Linked DNA regions of Anser cygnoides: region 2 is linked to region 1. A link is a contact called in public Hi-C data. All regions are on one chromosome and are shown on one strand. The core of a region is the stretch at or near the end of the contact, and the rest is flanking DNA. Distances in the headings are between cores, read along the strand shown. Region 1 holds the start of NDC1 (NDC1 transmembrane nucleoporin). Region 2 holds the start of ACOT11 (acyl-CoA thioesterase 11).

The links. A called contact is a pair of places that touch in the nucleus more often than the background predicts.
Region 2: a contact with region 1 is called in a Hi-C map of liver, with 3 times the contacts expected there. The contact joins the promoter of ACOT11 here to the promoter of NDC1 in region 1. A contact is called at or near these places in 3 of 7 Hi-C or Micro-C datasets (fetal liver and liver).

Annotation. Positions count from the first base shown.
Region 1 is chr8:28,238,927-28,245,226 of Taihu_goose_T2T_genome, reverse strand. It overlaps NDC1 (NDC1 transmembrane nucleoporin), which reads left to right and starts at 2,825. Exons shown (of 18, transcript XM_067001575.1): 1 at 2,825-2,966; 2 at 3,054-3,174; 3 at 4,157-4,258; 4 at 4,681-4,855; 5 at 5,341-5,479. The coding sequence starts at 2,922. It overlaps YIPF1 (Yip1 domain family member 1), which reads left to right. Exons shown (of 9, transcript XM_048062234.2): 6 at 1-14; 7 at 462-644; 8 at 1,594-1,685; 9 at 2,104-2,495. The coding sequence ends at 1,680.
Region 2 is chr8:28,382,678-28,388,977 of Taihu_goose_T2T_genome, reverse strand. It overlaps ACOT11 (acyl-CoA thioesterase 11), which reads right to left and starts at 2,405. Exons shown (of 18, transcript XM_067001821.1): 1 at 2,371-2,405; 2 at 2,121-2,220. The coding sequence starts at 2,390.

The sequences.
Region 1 (6,300 bases), core at 1,576-4,075:
ATATTCCCACAGCGGTACGTATGGCCTAAGGAGTGTGTCCCTATATTACATGCCCTGATAAAAGGTCCTGGTTTAAAAGCATTGCTATTTCTTACAAGATTGTCCATTCCCCAAGACTTTTTGATTAATATGAACAAATCTCTTGCTCATTTTGCTTGGCTAAAATAAAGCTTTTTGTTCAAGCTTGTATAGCATCAAGTGGTCCCAGAAAAGCCCAGGACAGGTCATTTCCCCAGAGGCAGCAAATCCAAGTAAGGATTCAGGGGACACGAACTTGTCATGCCTGGGTGTAAAGCTCCTTGCTGCTGTGGCTGCTGTTAGCATTGTTCATTCCTCAAATAAGCGCGAGTTAATTTGTGCACAAATTGGCTGGAAGTGGTGAAATGTCAGAGAACAATGCATTCAGTAAATTAATCCCTGCTTCACACAGTCTCTTTGACGATCGTTTTCCTCCCTTACAGATTTTATGGATTATTCCACAAAAAGTGGTGCGCTGGGTCCTGGTGATGTTCTCCCTGTGCCTTTCGGGGTCTGTCCTGGTGATGACCTTCTGGCCTGCCGTCAGAGATGACAACCGGAGGATTGCGCTGGCGACTGTGGGGACCATTGTTCTGCTCCACGCCCTGCTGTCCGTCGGCTGTTTGGTATAGCACCGCCTTTCCTCTTTAACCTGCTATTACCTGGGGCTTGCAGCATGGTATGGTGCAGGGAAGGAGGGGCTGGCTCGTTGCTGGAAAATCTTTTTTAATCAAGAAACAAGTACTTTCGAAAAGCCTCCAAAGGAAAATCTCTCAATATTTCAAAAAGTGATGCCAATCTGACATATGACAGTGCCAATAACAAACTCGATAATGAAGATAGCTTTAAAACAAAATTCCTTACAGAACAGAATTTTTATCTGGAATTCATCGTAGTGTCAGCAAAGCATTAATCTTTGTTGTATCCAGTGACAGCTTATTCCAACAAGTGCTATGCTTAGTTAATCCTTTAAAATAATTAAATGCTCAGTTTATAGCGCATGCTTACGAGTCTTATGTATAAAAATTCAAACTTGCCAGAACTTAGTAAATCAGCGTTTTGAAAGCAGAAGACCATAATGCTACTGAAATACATAATGTCAAGGACTTAAATTATTTTTTGTCTCCTAGTTGCACTAAGCAGAATGGTACCATACTGGCTTTAGTTCTGACCCCACTTCAGGTTCCAGAATAGATAGGTTTGCTCAGCGTGCAGGAAGAGGGCAAAACACAAGAGTCAGCAGGAGTTCCTGTTACTGTAGGCTGCCTGGATCTTCATCTGTTAATCAGCAGTCAAGTAAATTTCTGCAGTCCTGTCCCTTCCAGTGCAGATCATTTCTAAGGCCTTGGGAAGCTAACTGCTGGCTGCTCTTATATTTAAAAATCCAGTTCAGAGTGCCATTTTAATTGAATATTTCTAATCTGATAAAAACACTTTGAAACAACAGATTTCAATCATTTCTGTGCTGTGTTAGCACCCCATGAACAGTGGATGTGGAAAGTGTGAACAGGGGCTGGTGAGGCAGCACTGTGTTTCTTTCTAAATGATCTTTTTTTCTCCTCTTCAATAACTTAGGCTTACTTCTTTGATGCCCCTGAAGTGGATTTTCCTGCACCTATTGTCCCCGCTCACAATGGAACAACACTAATAAAATCTCAGTAAATAAGGTAAAACTCAAATCTCAGATTTCTTATGTAACCACCTGAAAACATTATCCTGTGGTTAGGGACACAGATGTTTTGAAACTCTTCCCTGAAAAGGGTTTAACAGCTGGGTTCTGCCAAATGGCGTCCATATATAAATACCATTTATTAGCTTTTCTTGAAGTTGTAACGTTAAAATATAGCCATACAAATGTGAAAGACTGAGGAACAGAGACAAATTACCTTTCTTTTATTTGAGGTTTACTCTTGACAAAGAAATATCTAAATAACATGTATTTAGATAATGTACTCTGTCCCTCAGGTCATTTCAAAGATGGCCTTTAGTCCTTTCTAATAAGTATTTATTACAATTTAACTCTGGAAGTCAAACTTAAGCAAAAATCAATTTATTTGCATTCCCCTTTGCTTTTAATATTAGAAGTAAGTAGTGTTTCCCCCTTGATGTCTGTGACACGGTATTTCGGAGCAGCACAGCTGTGCGTACGGGGACATCGGTGTGCTCTCTGCGCAGGGCTGACGCAGTGCCCGCGCCATCCATCCGGACCGCGTTCCTCCTGTGGGATGGTTTCAGCCTCAGCTCCCTGCCAGCCGGGAGCGCTGCCAGAGGCAGGCGGCGGGAGGATCCTGGGGGAAGGAGGCGACGGGGAGCGAGTCCAGGAGACGAGCAAAAGGCCAGGCCTCCGCGAGCACACCGTCCAGAAGCATATATGTGAAAAGCCAGAATATTTCCTAAGCAGAAGTTATGTTAGATTTAAATATATATATCTATATATCTATGCCAGGCGAAAGTGATCATTAAAAGCTGTGACACGATCTTCATCGCGTGGATCAATGTGAGAATCTTTCCTCCCGCACGGCCCCTTTCTCTTCCTGGGTACCTTTTAGGACTCAAAAATACATTTTTTGATACGTGGTACTGTCAACACGTTTAAAAAAAACCTTAAAATTCAGAGAACGTGACTGGTTTGGGTTGGCGGGGACCTCAGACTCCCCACAGGGGCTGACCCTGAGGTGTGCGCCCCCGACCCTCCCGGGTCTTTTCTCGCCTCAGGCGGAGCTCGCCCCGCCCCCATGCCGCAGCGCCCCCCCCCCCCCGCGGCGCAGTGCACGCCGGGACTTGTAGTCCCTCCCGCCCGGCCGCCGCTCCGCTCCTTTCCCGGCGCGCCTCGCACCGGAAGCCGCCTCAGAGGAAGGGGGCGGCGGGCGGCGGCCCCTTCGAACGGCGGCGCGGGCCCGGCCATGGAGGCGGCGGCCTCGTGCCGGCAGCGGGCGCTGCTCCGCCAGGTGAGCGCGGCCCCGACCCCCTCCTTCCCCCACCCACCTCCGCCGGTCCCGCTGCCCACCCCCCTGACGCCGTTTTGCCTCCCGCAGGTGCTGGGCTGGAGGCTGGCGGCCGCCGTCGCCTGGTCCGTGCTGCTGCTGCCCGCCTGCACCGCCGCCTTCGTGCTGCTCGGCCGCGCCCAGCCGCTCCGCCCGCTGCGCTGGATCGCCGGTGGGTGGCCCGGGCCCGGTGCCTTAGCGCCCGGTGTAGAGCCAGGCGTTTAGCGAGGTGTTCCTTGGTGCCTTTGTGGCCCTACAAAAAGCCTCTCTGTGTTTCGTTCCCCATCTTTGTGTTGGGCTCGGTCTCGGGACGGGTAGAGGCTGCCTGGCTTTGCGTTTCCCTTCTTTGTGCGTTTCTAAGTGGTGTGCAGGCTTTGAAGTGTAAAATTCTGCGTTACTTGTAACCACCGTAGCCGTGGCTTTCTCTAGGCAGCAATAACAACTAAGTGTATCCTTCAGAGAAAAAATGAGGTGATAGGGGCAGCCCTCTGCTTTGAGGACTTGGACACACTTCCCCTTTCCACCATGGGCAACTGCTCCTTCCGTGAAGCACTTAAGTTTCCTCACATCACGATGCTTTGAATCTCAAGTGGAATTCCCAAAAGAGCACGCTCGATGTGGTGAGCTCTCTCTCCCTCCAGCGTACGCGCAGAAAATTAAGGGAAGCGTTTAGCTGGAAGCTTGATACCTGTGAGCGTTTAGCTGCTCGAGGCAGAGAGACTTGATTTCTTTTCGCCTTTGGAAATATAAAGGCCTGAAAGACAACTAAACAAAATCAGTTATTCTGTGAGGAGTTTCTTATCTGCCTAGTGTGACCGTATGGTCACAGCTTTTGTTAAGCAAAGGGAAGCTGTGTAACATCGCCTACGGTTAAATTCACGTTGATTTTACTTTTAATAAAGCTCTGAGTGGTGGCTTATCAGAAAACTAGTTTTAAGGGTATAAAGTACTTTTTATGTGAAACTTAAGTGTATTTGTATCCAGAAGTGTCACACAGCTGGGCAGATCTAGTATGAGATTACAGTCCTTTGAACATTGCTCTTCTTTGTGCACTCAATGGGTTATTGTTAAAGGCTTTACCGTTACTCTGTTAGTTAATGTCACTGCTTTGTTACTGCAATCTTCTGAGCAATAATTGTTTTTTCTTATCTTAGATTCCTTCAATGATTTGTATACTTCGTATGTCATCTTTTGTATCCTCCTTATGTCTGTGGTGATACTGGTAATAAGCATCTTCAACGTTGAATTCTACGCAGGTGGGTTATACGCATTGCTGAACTCGCTATAAAACCTGGCTTAAAACGGATGGCCGTTTAAGGGATTTGCGTTTACATCCAATGTACTTAGCACTGACAGATTTCTTTATAAATTAATGTAGAGAGAAGTTAGTTTTAGGCAGAGGTAATGGTTTGTATTTACTCATTACTGCAGTGACGCAGGGAGGCCTTGAAAACAGTGGACTTGTGTGAGTCCGAGGGGGGCTCAAACAGCCAAAGGAAAAGCATTTCAGATTCCTGCTTACTTCATGGCTGACACCCCCTTCAGCTTAGCTGCTTCGTTGATTTCTTTACTAGAGGCTGACTGCAGCTGAAAAGTTCTTTGGTGCCAGTGGCATTCTTTTCAAATGGGGGTTTTTGTTAGTAACAACTGAAAATTCACTTTTGGCTTTTATTTACAGTTGTGCCATCGATACCATGCTCTCGATTAGCGCTGATAGGAAAAATTATTCATCCTCAGCAAGTTATCCATTCAGCTGTTCACGCTGTAATGGGAATGCTGGTTGCTTGGTGCGCTGCAGTTATGACAAAAGGGAAGTTCCAGTTTCTTGCTGTGCCCTGCACACCTTCAGAAAGGTAATCGTGAGCGTTAAGGATAAATTACGCAAAGAATTTATATTGTAAAATGTATTTACCCATGGCCTTTTTTTAAGCAGAAGGCTAAAATTTGAGTACTATCAAAAATGAGCATATTTCTTGTTGATAGCCTTTAATAAAGGCTAGGCAGTATCCTATTTTATAAATATTGTGATGCGTAGAGAGATAACTGGGCCAGAAAAACAGAATTGCTGGAACTGTTAATGGAAAGTCGAATGGTGACAGAACGGTTATTTGAACTGATTCTCAGTCTTTTGGTTGATGTGACATACTGAATATCAGAAGCATCCTCGTATATAAATTACAAAGATAGTGAGCGTTGTACTTTAGGAAAAAACCTACTGAGATATCATCATGGGTACTGATCAGGAGAGTAAAATTGAACTTCCAATTCAAACTTCTAAAGACTAGAATGACTACTTTTTTTTTTAAACTTTGAATTAATACTAAGTTCTCTATTTTAGCCCAGAAGATGCTGTTCCTCAGATGTGCCTAAATGAGTATCACCTCTTTTTTCTACTTTCTGGAGCTTTCATTGGATACAGTTATAGTCTCTTGTATCTTATTAACAACATGAATTATTTGCCATTTCCAATTATACAGGTAAGAGATTTAAATACCTTTGTGGAAAGATGTCTAAGTGAAACTGATCAAAAAAGCCTTGTTTTTTTTTTTTTGAATATGGCTGTACCAGCTGTCTGATAACTTTCACTAATAGATGAAGTGTGTACTCACATAGCTTCCGATGCCAGTGGTGTTCACCTTCCTTCTTCCTGCTCAGCCCGTTTCAAATGAACATAGAAATCCAGACTGACGAAGCCCCTCTGTTGCATTTAGAAGTTGATTAAGATCACTTTCACTGCAGAAAGTGAGCTTCTGGAAAGAGACGGTAACCACAAACTGATCGTTAACTTCAGGGACTGACAAAAAAAGGTCACCTAAAAGCTGAAAATCATGAGTATTTTAAAAAATAAAAATAATGTCAGTTGCAATGGCATACCACATTATTTAAAGTCTAAATAGCATATAGATAGTTGCTTAAAACTCAGCCTCCGAAGTTACTTCATGTGTGTGCTGCTATGAAACAGGAATTGCATTAATCCTTTTGGAGGAGCCTCTAGCAGTTCTGCAGAAATCTCACCAGTGAGAAGTGGTGAGGGGTGGCTTGTGAAACATCATCTCAAAAGTATTTCTTCTGTTCACGTAGTCTCACAGCAGCCGCTAACTTTACATGATTCCTAGATTTAGGAAGTCCAACCAATTTGGCAAAATGTGCCTTTACACGAGGTTGGTTGTATTAGTGGAACACGTTTAAGTCAATCTATGCCCATTCAGTTTATCAGCACACCGAGCATCATTTTGGTGATGCTTTAGTTAGTATTTTTTAGAGTTATATTATTATTTCTTTTTTTTTTTTTTAATTT
Region 2 (6,300 bases), core at 1,156-3,655, 140 kb before region 1:
GCGCAGAGGCACGAATGGCCCCACAGATTTGGGGTGTGGGGCTGGGGAGAGGGGGGTGCCAGGCGCTGTGTGTCCACGAAGCCAGTCTGAGTTGAATAGTAGGGAAAAATAGCAGGGAGCAGTTGATAGTAGGGAAAATGGGGATGTTTGTTCATTTTCCCCTCGCACAGAGGTTCCCAAGTCCTTGAGCCCCCAGGAGCACGGGTGAGCCACCCCCAAACAGTCGGGGGGTCCCCGGCGCTGTCCCCCTTGGGGTCTGAACGGGGCACGGTGCACCCGACGGACACATCTGTCCTCCCACCGGCTCAGAAACATCTTCCCCAGCTCCTAACCGAGACGTCCCTCGTCCGCCTTCGCTCTCCCACCTCCCCTCCGTCCCCGCGGTGCGCCCTTACCCGTCCCTGGGAATGCTTAAAGAAAAAAACGGGGGGAAGGAAAGTGGCGACACAAGTCCTCGGGGCGGGGGGGTGGATTATCGGTGTGTAATTGAACAATATCCATGGTAACGAGCAAATCTGCACGCCTTAAAAAAAATTAACCTGACCTACTTAGGGAAATCCTGCCGCCTCGACTGGGCAGCGAGGGCCCCGTGCCGGAGAGGTGAGCTCCTGGCACGCTGCGAGAGCTTTTTTGGGACCGCATGTCATGCCTTCCCCGGGGGTTTCGTGGAGCAAAGCGAGGCGTCGGGCCAGGAAAGAGCAACCTGAGGGCCACACGCGGTGGGGGCCGCGAGGACAGGTCTGTTTGCTGTAGGTTGTACATCAGCAGCCCGTGGAAAGCCTTCGCTGCTGCCAGAGCAGCTGGGGTCCCTCCATCCTCCTCCTCCCTCTGCTCCACTCCCAGGGGTGTCCGCAGCCCCCAGCCCCGTCCCTGCCCGTCCCCAGCCGTGGGGGCAATGGGGCCGCAGCTGCCCCGGCAGGGGGCCAAAGTCCCCTGGGTGCTTTGCAGGGGACAAAGGTCCCCAGCACCACTGCCGCCAGCCCCAGGAGGGAGCAGAGCTGCACATGAACCCTTGTAGGTGCCGCCAACACGGACAGGGACAAACGGCACGAGTGTGGGGACGCCCGACAGCACTGCCCGGCACGTGGCTGCTGCCCACCTCCCTGCTCCCCACGGCTCTCCTGGGGAGGGGACCACCATGGTCGGGACCACCATGGCCAGGACCACCACGGCCGGGACCACCACGGTCGGGACCATGATGATTGGGACCACCACGGTTGGGACCACCACGGTCAAGAGCACCACGGTGTCATGCAGCCGCCCTATCCGTCTGCCCACGCTACCCCAGCCGGCCCCGTAGCGGCCCCATGCCCACGCTTCCCAAATATTTGCCCCCTTTGAAGCACAAGGAGTCCGATTCACCCCCGGTGCCCCCACATCCCTGCCCGCACCCCCGGACAGCCCTGGGGCTGTTGGAAGCGGGTGGCTCGGGCTCGTGCAGCGCCTCCCTGCCAGCGTCCCCCTCCCCGCGCCCCACGGCACGGCTTGGTGCAAAGCCCCGACACCGGCAGCCTGAAGGGCAAGGGGGCATCCCCTGGGCAAGCGGGGCAAGGAGGGACTCCCCCCCCAGGCCCTCTCCCCGCAGCACTGGCACTGCAGGCACTGCTCCAACGCCCGCCGTGAAAACTCCTTTGGGTGGCACAGGGCATCTCGCCCCGCTCGCGTGCCACCGTCCCTCGTGTCCCCGTGTCCCCCCCTGCCCCGGGTGTCCCCTCTGCCCTCACCTCAGCCAGAAGAAGCTGAGCATTTGCAGCGCGGCGGAGCGGCGTGAGGAGGAAGAGGAAGACGAGGAGGAGGAGAAAGAGGAGGAGGAGAGCGAGGAGGAGGAGGAGAGGCGTCCGGACACCTGCGTGCGGCGCTGGGCTCGGCCAGCACCCGGGGTGCGGGTGTCGAGGCCAGTTCTACGCTGCTTTTGGGACGCAGCCAGCGCACACCCCCTGCTTCCTTTTAAATAAGCGCTCAACTTTTCTTAAGGTAGCGCTTCACAAAGCTTCCCTACCCAGGGAGGTGCCGGGGAGCGCCGTGCTCCGGCACGGGGTGCTGCAGGGCACGGCACCCGTCTCCCCGCGTCCTCCTTCCCCACGGCACCGCGTCCGAGCGGGCACGGGCACGGCACGCACCTGGAAGGACTCCTGCCCGCTGGCTTTCCCCCGCAGCCCCCGCAGCTTCTCCAATTTCCTCGGTCGCTCCCTGGCCCCGCTGCATTTGAGGCAGATCTGGCTGGGATCATAAAAAAAAAAAAAAAAAAGTTTCCAGAAAAAAGGAAAGAAAATGCAAATTGCCGTGCTGCTGCGGTAGCCGCGCAGCCTGTTAGCTTTTCGGGAGGTGTTGTTGTGTTTGCATTTTATTTACGTGCTTTGATAAGCAAACCTTTGGCCGTCAGCGTACATGAGTTCGATCAAAGCCCCTCACAGGCACACCCAGCACTGGAAAGCCAGCGGTGAAATAAACAAACTCAACAGGAAACAAGGCCTCGCTTTTTTTGGTAAATAAAAATCACGAGGCTTCGGAGCGGCCACCCCGGGGACAGCACGGGTGGTCCCAGCGGGTACCCAGCATCTGGACCTGATGCTGCGGGACGCGGCGGGGCCAAATTTAGGCTGGAGGTGGGAAATGCTGGAGGGCGCTGCAGACACTTCAGGTGCTCGACGTGTGCTCCCAACAAAAGTTTCGAGGCCAGGCTCGGTGTTTTTTCGGGGCAATTAGGGCGCTGCCGTAATTACGGCCTGCAGCCATCGCACCGACCAGGTGCGTCCCCGCCGTGGCTCCCACCTCCGAGCCCGCACGCGCGCGAGCTTCTCACTCCCCGTCCACCACCGCGTGCCCGTCTTTTACAGTTCTTCGGTGCGTGATGCTCACGGAGCGGATAATTAGCTAAATGAATTAATTGACATCCATACGTGTAATTAGCAAACGGTTGCGAGCAGCTATTCTCCTTGGGATGACTGAAATTTCTCAGGGACTGGGGTTAAAAGACTGTGGCAGCCCTTCGGAGTAAGTAACGAGGGACGGTCCCCGGCTCCGCGAGGCCGGCAGAGGGGCAGGAGCCGCGGTCGGGCTGGGGACGGCGCTGGGGAGGCTGCAGGAGAGGCCGGGGATCCTCAGCCCAGCCTCGTGTCGGGCTGAGCCTGCTCGAGCAACCGGGACAGCGATTATTAATTACACCCTTAATTACTCCGGAGCAATAAAAAAAAAAAAAAAAAAAAAGCTGACCTATTCGCTTCGGTGCTGCTCGGAGCACTTTGAGCGAGGGCTGCGGCCGCTCACGTCCTCCCCGTGAGGCCAGCCACGAGGCTTGCCCTGAGGGAGGCCGGTTGGGAGGCCGGTTGAGTCCCATCGGGGCCCCATGGGACCAACCCTGCCCCCGGAGCCATTTTGGGGCTGGGGGGAGCGCGGCAACAGGCTGCGGCAGGCACCCGCGCTATCGGCGGCGAGATCTTGGGCAGCGCGGCGCCTCACGGCGCGCTTCGCCCCAACGGTTAATTAACGCGGTGGGGCTGTTCCCAGGCTTCGCAGGGCCCCGGGGGGCAGCGCGGGGAGGCTCCGTTAGCTCTGCCCATGGCCCCGGGGCTCGTGGGTGCCAGTGGGGAGAAGGGAGGGCAGCACGAGGGGGCTGCTGTGGGACGGTCTCGTTATGGGGTGACGGGATGGGGCAGCAAGGTGGGGTGGTGGGATATAACCCTAGAATCCTATAATAATTAGGGTTGGAAAAGCCCTCCAAGGTCACCTGGTCCAACCATCCCCTGCCACCAATGTCACCCACCAAACCATGTCCCCAGGCACCACGTCCAACCTTCCCTTGAACACCCCCGGGGACGGTGACGCCACCACCTCCCCGGGCACCCCGTCCCAACGCCTGACCGCTCTTTCTGAGGAGAAACGTCTCCGCATTCCCAACCTGAACCTCCCCTGGTGCAACCTGAGGCCATTGCCTCTAGGATGGGGCGTGGGGGTGGGACATGGGGATGGGACGTGGCGACGGGTTGTGGTGTCGGGGTGTGGGGATGGGGTGGGACGGTGGGGGTGGCATGTGGTACGGGATACGGGGATGTGGTGAGGTGTGGGCTGTGGTGGGATGGTGGGGATGGGATGTGGTACGGGATACGGGGATGTGGTGAGGTGTGGGCTGTGGTGACGGGACACGGTGACGGGCTGTGTGTACGGATGATTTCTTGGTGCGGCGACGGGCCATGCGGAGGGGCCGCGGACCAGGACCCAGCACTACGGCGGGCGCTGAGCCGCGCTGACAGGACCCGCTGACGGCTCCCCCCCGAGCCGCCTCCTCCTCATCCAGCAGCTGCTCCCAGCCCCCCAGGAGGCGGCAGCACGGCGGGGGGGGGGCGGCGCTGGGGACGGCAGCCGAGGGACGGGGCCCTCGGAGCCCTCACAGGGCCCTCACGGCTCCCTCACGGCTCCCTCACCCCGCGCCCGCCCCGCCCGGTGCCGCCAGGGGCCGCCATTGCCCCGAGCTCCCGCTCCCCCCCCCCCGCGCCATCTTGTTCCGGCGGGGGTGGGAGGGGGGGGTCGGAGGCACCCGCGGGCCCCGGCGGGGCGGGGCGGGGCGGGCGCGCGGCCAATCAGCGCGCGGCGGTTTCAAGAGGCCCCTTCCGCGTCCCGGTAGGCCCCGCCCCCCTCCGCGCCTAGCCCCGCCCCCCTCCCCCGCTGCCGTCCGCCCCGCCCCCGGGGGAGCGCGGGTGGCACGGAACGGATCGGGACCGGACGGGACGGGACGGGACGGAACGGCTCGGAACGGCCTGGAATGGAACGGAATGGAACGGAATGGAACCGGCCCGGCCCAGAACCGGCTTGGCACGGCGCGGCACGGCGCGGCCACCGGCACCGGTGACGCTTCCCCGCCAGCGTCCCCAAATGTGCGGCCGCTCGGGTAAACAGGAAGCCCGCACCGCAAAGCCTGAGCGCTGCTGCTCCCTTGGGAACACAAAAAAATAACCCCCGAGCCCTAAAAAATTAACCCCTGAGCCCAAAAAATAACCCCTGAGCCCCCCCGAATTAAGCCCTGAACACACAGAATGACCCCTGAACCCCCAAAAAATAACCCATGAACCCCCCAAAAAAAAAATCAAACATGAATCCCCCCCCAAAAAGAAACGTGAACTGAAAAAAACAACCCATGGAGCCCCCAAAATAACCCATGAATCCAAAAAAATAACCTCTGAACCCCCAAAAATAACCCATAACCCCCTTCCAATAAATCACCCTAAAAAAAATAACCCATTAACCCCCCCCCCAAAATAACTCATGAACACCAAAAAAATAACCCATGAACCCCCTCCAAAAAACATGAACCCCCCTAAAATAACCCACGGGCCCGAAAAAAATAACCCATGGAGTGAAAAAAATAACCCATGAACCCCCCAAAAAACAAGGAACCCCCCAAAAATAACCCATGAACCCCCCCCAAAATAACCCATGGAATGAAAAAAATAACCCATGAACCCCCCAAAAAACAATGAACCCCCCCAAAATAACCCATGAACGCCCCCAAAAAAACCCCAATCCCCCCCAGAATCACGGGTGAACGCCGGGCACCGAGGGGCTGGGTGGGACAGGAGGCGGGTGCCGGCACGCCGTGGTCTGGGTGCTGGCGCTCGCGTGACCGCGATGCACGCGGCGAGGAGCCGTTTGAGGACGCGGGTGTCCTCCTGCCCCGGGGGGCCTCGGTGGGCCGTGTGGGCTCCTCGGCGTCCCCACAGACAGCGGGGGGCCGAGGGGCTGGTTCGTGCTCAGGGCCCCGCCGGGGATGTCGGCAGCCCCGGCCGGAGGCAATAAAAACGCCTGGAATGATGCAGCAAAACAGGCCGGAGCCGCGTGGCGAGATAAATCATCCATGGAGGCAACGCGGAGGAGGAGGAGGAGGAGGCTTTCTGCTCTCGCCGCCCGCCTTTCAGAGCAGCCCTCGCGCCCCCGGCAGCGAGGGCCGGGGCAGGATGCGGCCCCGGTGCAGGGCCGGCCTTGTGCCGGGGTGCTCCGAGGCCCCGGCCCTGCCAGGAGCTCGTTCCCCACCTCCTCCCGGCTCCCTCGCTTTCACCTTGGCGCACGTAAACGCGTGGAGCTGCCAGGAGTGATAAAATGGCTGTCCCCCAAATTTATGGGGTTTATCGGTGAATAACTCTCGGAGGTGAAGCGGCCGTTGAGCCGGGGAGGAGCGAGCTTTGTCTCAGGATAAATCGCCCTGGGAGCCATGCGGGGCCGGCAGGAGCCCAGCGCCAGCCCCGGGGGGCAGCAGGGACGTGCCCCGTGCCCCCCATGCCCCCCATGCCCCTATTTTTGGGGCAGCAC